Regions from separate parts of the Arachis hypogaea genome. Here region 2 is linked to region 1. A link is a contact called in public Hi-C data. All regions are on one chromosome and are shown on one strand. Each heading gives the region's core, a stretch centred on a gene start, on an enhancer-like site or on the middle of the called end of the contact. The rest is flanking DNA. Distances are from core to core; before and after follow the strand shown.

Region 1 (5,208 bases), core at 1,760-4,259:
AGGGCCGTAATTGTGACACAAAAAGGGAGTGAAGTTGAGTTGGTCATTGTCAAAATCCTTACAGGAATGAAAAAGAGAGAAAATAGCCCAGAATCTGTCTTCGTCTGACTGAGTGTTCGGAAAATTGGGTTTGTAATTGGACAATAAAAAACCTTCGATGTGTCACTTGTCAGAACTGCCACCTCCAGGTTTTGTCATAAAATTTTCAAAGATGGCATTGAGCCATAATTGAAGGAGCCACAGAGGGTTTCCTGTACTGATAATTTTATTGTCTCGGAGGTCACAAACAAATTGACCAAGCTCTTCAAGAATGTGTCCTAGAAGAAGTTTGGCCAAGTTGAGAACTTTCCCTTCGTGAAGGAGAGTAGCTAGGGGAAGGAAAAATTTTGACATTTGTACACTTCGAGAACAGAACAGAATTGCGTTTAGCCAATAAAATAAGAAGGCTACATGTTCATCATCTGTGACTTCTGTACCTTCTGCACCCATGTTATGGGCGATGAAGTCGCTGTAAGAGTTGGTTAAGACGACATTATACTGGCGCTTGGGTTGCATGTCAAAGGTACAATCTGGAGAATTTATTGGGAGTCCTGTAATAGCAGCTATATCGAGGAGAGACATCCCGACCATTCCGTAAGGAAAATGGAAGTTGTTGGTAGTCCTGTTCCTGAAACAAGTCACGACCCCAATCATCCAAGGGTATGTGGTAAGCGAGAAGTGAGAGAGCCTTAGTAGTTCCTGGATTCATAAAGCTCCCCAGTCAGCACTTTTTGTGGGTTCAAAGCATTGGTACCAAGCTGTGAAATCGAATCCTCGAGGACTGATTTTTGAATTATTTTTGAAGGATTTCTGGTTGATGAAATGAGAGATGTTAAAAGCCTGGTTTATTAATAATTCTTCCCCTTCAGCGCTAGGGAAGAAAGAAAGTTTTTTGTTTGCTCTCTTAACAGATTCAATTGGTTCGAGGAAACAGTGCGTGTCTGCACCGATTGTGAAAGGGATTAAAATTCTGGTATCATTAACTTGCAAATGGGGATCACCAATGACTTCATCATTGACTTGATGGTGTAACTGCAGGACCTTTGCCCTTATCTTGAGTGGCAGCATGAGAAGAGAAACAAGCCTTTGGTGATTGGAGAAAAAGAAGATTAAAGATTGAGGATTTTTGTGGGGAAGTTCTTGGTGTAAGGAAGATTCAAAGAAAACTGAGTTTCGAAAGATTTGAGCAAAAGAGAGAGTGATGAATTTAAAGTGTTACTGTAGCTATTATTGTGAAAAGGATGCGAATAGAGGTAACTTTGTGAGGAAGATGAAATGGCGGAGAGAGAAAGCGCTAGTTTCGGGAGACGTGTCAAGTGAGTCAATATTAATAGGGAGTTTTAATAATAATTATTACTGATTTGAAAATTGACGTTTTCAATTTTGGATTAAGTATTTTATCTTCCGATAATGTTATCGAAGGCAAATACATTAATCTAAGGGGGCAATTTGTTGATCGAAAAATATTTTCGATGAAAGTAAATTGATTCGGAGCAAGTCAGAGACAATGTCTCGAGAAAGATGTACGAGTAAGTGTGAGGTTGGAAGTGATTGGCGCAGATTGGACTTCGATTGACTTAGTGATCGAATAAGCCTAATTGAATAAAGAGACTCGAGATAAATAATCGAATAAGACATTCGATAGACGAATCGAACAGTCATGGTAGTGGAACAGTTAGGGCTTTTATCACGCGAGGAAATTATGGAAAATGTCTATAATCAAGCGGTGGAAACGATTACCAAGAGGGATTGCATTCAAAACTGTAATTTCGTAATTGATTGTAATTAATTGTCAGTTACGAAAGATAGATTATAAATATTAGGAAGCGTTAGGGAATAAGGGTTGGAACTTTTACTCAGAAAAAACACTCAAGCACACTCACATCCCAGTGAATTCTCGAGTCTGCAATCGAGTAACTTTTCTGTAGGGTTCCTTCCATCTTTTCACTCTTTTAATTTACTTTTAGGCAAATTTAACATTTTAAGTAATTTTATTTTCTAAGTTCTTTTTATTTTCATTGTTCAATTTATTCTTTTGCATTTAAATCTTTCATGTTGAAGTCCTTTGCTCTAATCAAAGGCATTTTATTATTTTCTTTTAAATTTCAATGCAAGTTATTTTTTATTTATAATTGATTTTTCTTTTGAAAATTTTATTTCTTTTTTATGACTTCTTCAATTTACAAAGTTTAATTAATTTTTTTATTCTTAAAACTTATCTAATAGAAAACATTTTGATGCACTTTTAGAAGAATTAGTACCAGCAAAGAAGAGTAAATTTCGCACACAGACCATTAAAATCGAACTACCATCGATTTGCTAAAAATCGACAAAATAATTACTCAACATTTGTAATGTAGTGCAAACAGGGCTTCATTGAACTATAAATTATATTTAATTGATTGTTTTGAAGGACTAAAGGATTAAAGTTCTTACTTCTTAGTTGATGTATGTAGTTAGTTATAATAATTTTGACAGCTTTATATTATGTAACTCTGTCAACTAACTTTTAGTTTACGTGAAAACCGCTCTCACGTTTGGTTTATTCATCATTTCTTAGAATATACATTTAGAATTCCTTGGTTTTACTTGCTTTGAATCTGATGTGGAATTACTGTATTGAGAGGATTAAAGTTTTGTTTTCTAATACCAACCAAAAGAGTACTAGTGTTATGGTTTTTCGATCTTAAGGATTTTATGAAAATATTGTGTTTGACCGTAGTAGGAATAATAATTATTTAAAACCATTTAAAATTTTGTGTTTGTATTTTAACAAGATTATATAGATTTAATTAATGATATTTTATATAATATTTTAAATTTAAAAAATATTTTAAAATTTAGTTTAGACTATAATTATATTTTAAAATATTTATTTATAATTTATTTATTATTTTGTTTTAAAACTATTTTTTCAATTGAACCATGAATTGAACTAATAAATCACCGACTAAAATGGGTTGATAACCGATTCGATTCTCATATATACTTTCTAGAGTAGTAGAAAAAAGAAGAAAGAGGAGTGGTAGGGGTAAGGGGCGGTTGGATACAAAGCTAATTTGAAAATCATTCGAGCAGAGCAGTAGAAGATGTCAATGTCAATGTCAATGTCGTCTCCGGAGGTGTTACTGAAGAATCGTTTCATGAGCTTCTTGATCTGGCAATCCATACCCTCAACCCTCATCTTCCTCCTCTTCAAACCCTTCCTCTCTTCTTCTTCTTCTTTCTGGCCACTCTTCACTTCCTCCCTCTCCTTCCTCACCTTCCACTTCTCCCTCCTCCTTTTCTCCTCCACTCTCTCCCTCATCGCCTCCCCCCACCCCCGCCGCCCCGCCCCCCCTCTTCAACTCGCTGCCCATCTCCTCCGCTTCCTCTTCATCCCCTCCGACTCCGCCACACCCGACTCCGCCCACTTTCGCGCCCGTGCTAAGGTTTCCTTATCATTCGTGCTCTTCGCGGCCGCCTCCGCAGCTTCTGGTCTGGCGGCAGCGGTGTCCCTATGCGGGCTTCAAGCCATTGGTGAGGGCTTTTGGATGATTGGAAGGGTCGGGTTGAGGGGTTTCTTCGTTGGTTTACTTTTTGGTTTGCATTACGTTTTGAAGCGTCGATGGGTTTTGGAGTTTCCCATCATTCAGGTCACTTTCTCTATCTCTATCTCCCTCACTTAAAGCTTCTTAATGCGTTTCTGTCTATAACTGCTTTTGATTGTGCAGCGGCCACCTTACTTCAGCTTCAAAATGGGAGTTCCTTCGGCTGGTAGGCGCGCTCTCAAGCTTTCCATTGTGGCTTCCGTCTTCTCAGCTATTTTATTAGAGCTTCTCCCACATCCATTTAAGTACATCATTTCACTACAGAGATACTTCACCGAGCAGATCGTCTTTTCTATTGCCACTTTTGCTATCTTCTTCTGTTGGGAATTGACTCATCACTTGCACCGGGTTGGTTTCTGCAACATGCTTCTTATGTATTTGTTAACTGTTTCAAGTTACTTATAAATATTAGTAATTCATTTGGTTTTAGTCATTTAGATGCGTAACTTTGTTTCGTTAATGAACCCAATATTATTGTATTTGCACATTTGTCTCAACTAGTTTGTGTTTGTCAGTAATATGCTGTGCCAGCATCATGATATGTATAATATCTCTTCAGATATGATATTTAGGATCTCTCTTCTATATTAGAATTGGATTCTGATCTACGCAGCATATTTTAGCATTATATCTGAGATGTTTTATTGACTCAAACAGTTGCACACATTCATGTAAGTCGTGTCTTCTCACTGTGTAATGCAGGAATTGCAGAAAATTATAAGATGCACAGTGACTCATGACTAAATATATGTGATATATTAATAAAGAAATAACTCTGAAAGCAGCCATGCATTACTCTGTCCTCTAAAAAACTTGTAATCAGCTCTGTATATATGTATCCTTGAACTAGTGACTAGTTATAGAATTCTGGGTCTTTTTTATTAAGGAAAACGTTATTGCTTACTGATTGAAGTTTCTGTTGATTGCTATGTAGGTTTTACATACAAAGAGATCCATATTTGCACCTCCAAAAGGTTCAGCAGCAGCAGAAACAAATCCAACTGAACATCTCCTTTTAGCTTTGGAGGAGAGTGATCCAACATCTCTTCTACGCTATCTTGCGTATCTTGATCTCTGTATGGTATGCGAAAAAAATGTTGACACTTGGAGGCGTGCAGCATTTTTTGAAGAAACTGGTGAGACTTACAAAAGAGTAATTGCTGTGTGCTTGAAGCCACTGGAGCAACTTGCCACAATATTTAGTGAAGGCATGGGAAATTCTGTTGACAAACCTGCACAGCTATCGAATCAGTTATCCTCTCCAACTGATCCACGAATTGATTCAAAGTGCTTAGAACAATTGCAGCTTCTCCAGGTATGGGCATATCTAACTATATTTATATTGTTTACTTGTAGCTAACTAACTTTGTCTTTTTGGTACAACTAGAAAGATTTGCTAGTTCATTTAACTTTTTCTTTGTTTAACTAGAAAGTTTTGGCAGTTCTTGTGATTACACTGAATTTTTAAACTTAAGTAACAAAAACCTTAAAAGTTAGGAATCTTGGATTGTATATGCCTGGCGCATTCACAATGTTACAGTGTTTGTTGGCCCTCTTTACTTTATCTTCAGTTTTTATC
Region 2 (5,208 bases), core at 1,933-4,432, 360 kb before region 1:
AAATTTGAGAATAAAAATATAATAATAAAAAATATAATTATAAAAAATCAACAAGAATAATAAAAAAATAAAAAATAAGTTGTGTCCCTTATTAGTATCTCTGTATCTTTCCTGTTAGAATAGACACAAAATATATTAATTTAGTGTCTCAAGACACAATATCTCTGTGCATATCTCATCTGTCAAATACAATTTTGTGTCTCAGTATCTTGTCTTATAAACAAACGCAACCTAAGTTCTTAAAACAATCCTACTATGTGTAATGGGTTGTATTTCAGGTTCATTAACCATTCAATTTCATTTTCACCATAAACCTACCATTTTTACTTAATTTTACTTTGAATTAATTACATCCCCTTCTAGTCCAAACTCCCTTTTCACCACAAACATTTCATTCACAACAAGAACAAACATCCTATTTGCATGAAAAATAAACATTTCTTTTGTATGAAAAATAAACTCTTGCATGCGCACTGGAGGACAAAGCTGGGTTGCTTTGCAGCAACACGATGGAGATGTGATGAGGCAGGGCTGCTTGTAGCGACGGGCGGGATGGAGGCGCGACGAAGCTAGGTTGCGTGCAGCGGTTTGGGAGGCACTACGAAGCACAGATGCGTGTGGCGCTTGCGGATGTACGAAGAAGCCGAAACGCATGCGGTGGTTCGCGAGATACGGCAGGGGGTTGTGGGGAGCAAGGGTGGGACACAGTGCAGGTGTAGAAAGAAGGGTTTGTGGTTATTAAAAGTCAAATTCAAAACAAGAATCATATCTAATTAATTCAAAATTTAATTTTTAAAATTAAAATTAACTTTTCTTTTCTAACCTATTGTTTACTTTATTTAAAAAAGCGTTGTTCTCATATACTTTTTCGTCTCAAAATATTTAAAAATATAATAATAAAAAGTTAGATATTAAATAAATATGTTTTAAAATTAAAAATTAAATTGTAATGCTATTTTTATTATGAATGATCAAATTATCTTAAAAACTAAAAAAATTGAGATCAAATTTTATTTCGACATTTTTGTGCATTTATAAAATATTTATTCAAATATTGTTGTGAAAATCGGATCAAATGAATAAGTCATTTATTAAATATAAAAATTTTTTTGTTATTTATAAAAAATATAATAGTTATTAGTTATTTTTGTCATATTTTTAAATTATTTAAAGATGTAATTGGAGTTTACATTTTTAAGAATTATTTTGTCAGCGGTATAGATTTTCGATATTTATTTTAATAGTTTATTCTTGTTATAAAAATTGAACCAAACCCGCTGGTCAAAAGAAAAATCGTTGGCGAAACTAAAATCCAAACAGTTAACCAAATCCATCACAGCCGAAATTCGAAGGAGAAGAATCGATACTCTATATCAGATGTGTAGTGATAAGGATGAGGTTAGAGTTGAGAGATAGTCTATTAAAAAATGCTATTAATTCGTGAAATTTGAGGTGGTACCGATATTAAAGATGAAAAAAAAAAAATATGTATACAATATACTTGCTTGCTTCGTTGTTGGTTATTCTAAAATCCTGAGCGATTAGTAAACCAACCAAAGAATTGGTTCAAAGACCAAAATTCAAATATAGTTGAACTAGTTTAAATAAATAATAAAATTATTTAAGGTATTAATAAAAGTTTTAAATATCTAAAATTAATATTTTAATTTTAATTAATTAACAATTAACACAATTACCAATTAATTATTATTTTTGAAATTCTACTAATTTAATATCAATTAATTTAAGATTTTATATTCCTAATATATTTTAATGCCAATTATTAATAGCTATTTCTAAATTCTTATAATACTCTTTAACCTAAAAAAGATTTTAAATTATAATCTCTTCGACTGTCATCTATTTTTCTCTACAAGCCAAGTTCTAATGTTATATCTCCTTCGTCGTCGCCTCCTATACTCTACTTTCATTGTCAAATGTTGCACCATTGCCAACAACACAGGACGATCTTGTTACTTTACTTTCATTATCGTTACGCCTTGATCTACCGCCATAGTGGTTATTGTGAACCACCAGAAGACAATGAACTAGCGTAGTGATAGTGAATTATATCTGGATAGAAACGGACAGTAATAAACCCAAAAAATTTTAGTAGTAAGAATAAAAATACAACAATATAATTTTTATCAAATGTCCATATTTATATTATATATAATGGAATATGAAAATTAGAAAAAGTTATTTGTACAAGTTTTTTTCCTAAACTACCATCTCTTTATATATAATATATAAAAATAAAACATTTTTTTGGCTAATTAATTTCAGGATTTGACTCAAAATCTCTTAATTAAATTATAAGTAATTTGTCATAATAACTAATTCTGTTTTTATTATTTTGATACACATTTAATAAATAAAAAAATAAATAAATAGCCACGTTAATACCTATTAATATATTAATATTTAATTATTATGTTAATTTATTAGTTATTTTTTAGTTTTATACTAAATAAAATTTAATAAGATAAATATTATTGCCTAAGTTTAATAAAATACAATTTTTTTAAAAACATAAACTTCAAAAAGATCTTTTGAAATTTATTATGGGAGCAAAATTAACATATCAATGGTGACATATATATATATATATATATATATATATATATATATATATATATATATATATATATATATATGTATGTATAAATATAATTATTAATTTTAAGTCAAAAAAAAAATATAATTATAAAGTTTTTTCATAATCTAGTGGGGTAAGTGCCTCCTTTAAGTTTTACTTAGGTTCGTTCCTAAAGGCAGAAGCAGATGTGCCAAAAGAAGATCTATCAGCAAAGAACCTAACTATAAAAAAAAGATTTGTCGTATTAATTTTATTTGTAATTATGAGATTGCAGTTTTAAAGTTCTAAATTTGTCATATTTTGGTATAATTTTTTTATAAGATCTAAATCGAAAAAATTTGTGCTAGTTTAACCAGTTGGTTAGTATACTATAAATTTGATCAATTTTTTTACTTGACTTTTTGCAAATCTATTTTATGTATGAATTGGACTAGACTTCTAGAAGGTGAATTTTCAATTAACCCGTTTGAATCAACTGATTGGGTTCAGTGTTTAAAACATTGGTTTTTCTATTGTTGAAGACGGTCTAAGGAATTGGTTAATGGCTGAAGAAGGAGTTTCGTGAGTTAGCCAATAGCCCAACACTGTATGGAATTAAGGTCTATTAAATTCGAGTTAAATTCCAAAAGAGTTCTTGGAATTGGTATCATGCATCCAAATTATTTTTAAAATTCTAATTGTACTGACTACGTTTCTAAAATTGACAAAAATGTATTATGTTAATTCCTGGCTTATTTTATGTTAATAGCGTGATGACATAGCTTGATGATATAGACTATTTCACTCCATGGTTTGGGCAAATATAATGATATAATGATGTGTTGACCAGTAACACGTGGCATGTTGACATAGACAGTTGTGCCACTTTTTATAATGCTATTTGGGTTATGTGTTGGTCTGTGTCAAGTGTCTCAATAATATTCGCCCACGTATCATCTGCTATGTCATTATTGTAGATGCACCAAATTAGTCACTCACTTTACATTAAGTGACTCGTTTTAGTCCTTGAAATTCATGTCGTGTACCAACTATTCCCTTCACTAATTTTTTCTCTTTTTTTCTATAAATTCAAAATTTCCAATATCTTTGAATGAACTAGTTTGGTGTACAACATTCAATTTCAGGGATTAAAATGAGTCACTTAATGCAAAGTGAGAGACTAATTTAGTGCATCTACAATAATGACATAAGAAGACACGGAGACGAATACTATTGTGACGCGCAGCACAAACAGACACATGACCAAATAACATTGTGACATGCGGCACAACCATCCACATCAGCATGTCACGTGTCAATGATCAACACATCATCGTACCATTATACGTGGCCAAATCATGGAGTGATACGTGTCACTAACAGCCCACGTCATTAAGCCATGTCATTACGTTGTTAATGAAAAATAGGTCAGGGACTAATGTGTACACTTTTATCAATCTCAGAAATATAATTGGTGCAATTAAAATCTCAAAAATGATTTTAGTGCACAAAGCTAATCTCAGAAATTATTTTAAAATTTAACTCATTAAATTCACATTTTTTCACACTGCTTTTCTTTTTCATGGTTACTTATTAATAAAATAAAGAGAAATTACTAAATTTATCCTTAATTTTTATAGAAGCTGACAAAATATTATCTGATGACAAAAATATTTTTAATATATTTTAAAATATAATAAAAATATCTAACATTAAATATATATTTTTAATAAATACTTTAAAAATTATAGATGTAATTTTTTATAAACATAATTAAAAATGAGATACTTTTATGCTTAAAACATAGTAATTTTATACTAAATATAATTTTTTTCCGATTTTTGTCAATAGGCTATAATATTTTTAAAAAGTTAAAATATTCTAGATATTAAATTTGGATATGATTTTTTGTTTACACTTTCTAAATAGTTATCCAATTATTTCTATAAAATTTTAGATTAAATATATAAATAATTTGTCTAATATAAAAGTTATTTATCAATTATAAAAATAATATTTTTTATTAATTATTTTGATCACATTTTATAATATTTTAAAGATATATTTATCGTTATTAAAAGTGGAGATATTTTTGTTAATGTCTTCAAAAACTAGAACAAATTTGGTAATTTATCTATAAAAGAGAAAAAACACATGTATATACTTTCTTTTTAGGTTTCTTTCTGTTTTGGGATTTTCTTTTTTTAGGTTAATTTTATTGCAAACTGTTAAATGTTTTCCGGTCAATCTTATGGTTTTGATGGGAATTTATAATTCATTAATATTATTAAAAGGAACCCACCAAAATGTTATTTTATTGTTCTCTGTACTTAGTCTTATTTTGTGAATTATATTATCTTTTAATTTAATTATGTCTTTAACTCTTTATTTATGATCTATTATAGTGTATTTTGCAAACTAAAAGTATTTTTATTGTTAAATTTAAGTTAAAATATTTATTTTTTATTATCTTATATTTTATAACATAAATATTAAATTTTATTACAATATAATATTATAGTTAAATCACGATTGAATCTCTAAATTTTTAAATTAATAATTTAAACGGTTTAATAACTAATTTTAATTTTAGAATCTTACTCCGGAGTATAGCTAGAGCCATGCATATA

Evidence for each region. A called contact is a pair of places that touch in the nucleus more often than the background predicts.
Region 2: a Hi-C map of leaf shows a contact between it and region 1, with 2.1 times the contacts expected there. The contact joins the enhancer-like site here to the promoter of LOC112715210 in region 1. A contact is called at or near these places in 2 of 8 Hi-C or Micro-C datasets (leaf and an unstated tissue).

The regions. Positions count from the first base shown.
Region 1 is chr10:13,839,107-13,844,314 of arahy.Tifrunner.gnm2.J5K5, reverse strand. It overlaps LOC112715210, which reads left to right and starts at 3,009. Exons shown (of 4, transcript XM_025766974.3): 1 at 3,009-3,674; 2 at 3,753-3,977; 3 at 4,564-4,944. The coding sequence starts at 3,129.
Region 2 is chr10:14,196,470-14,201,677 of arahy.Tifrunner.gnm2.J5K5, reverse strand. No RefSeq gene overlaps it. Among protein-coding and RNA genes, the nearest start is that of LOC112715212, 3.1 kb to the left of the region's middle. Within about 2 kb of position 3,182, at least 1 of the 3 cell types and tissues checked has open chromatin away from gene starts, as enhancers often do.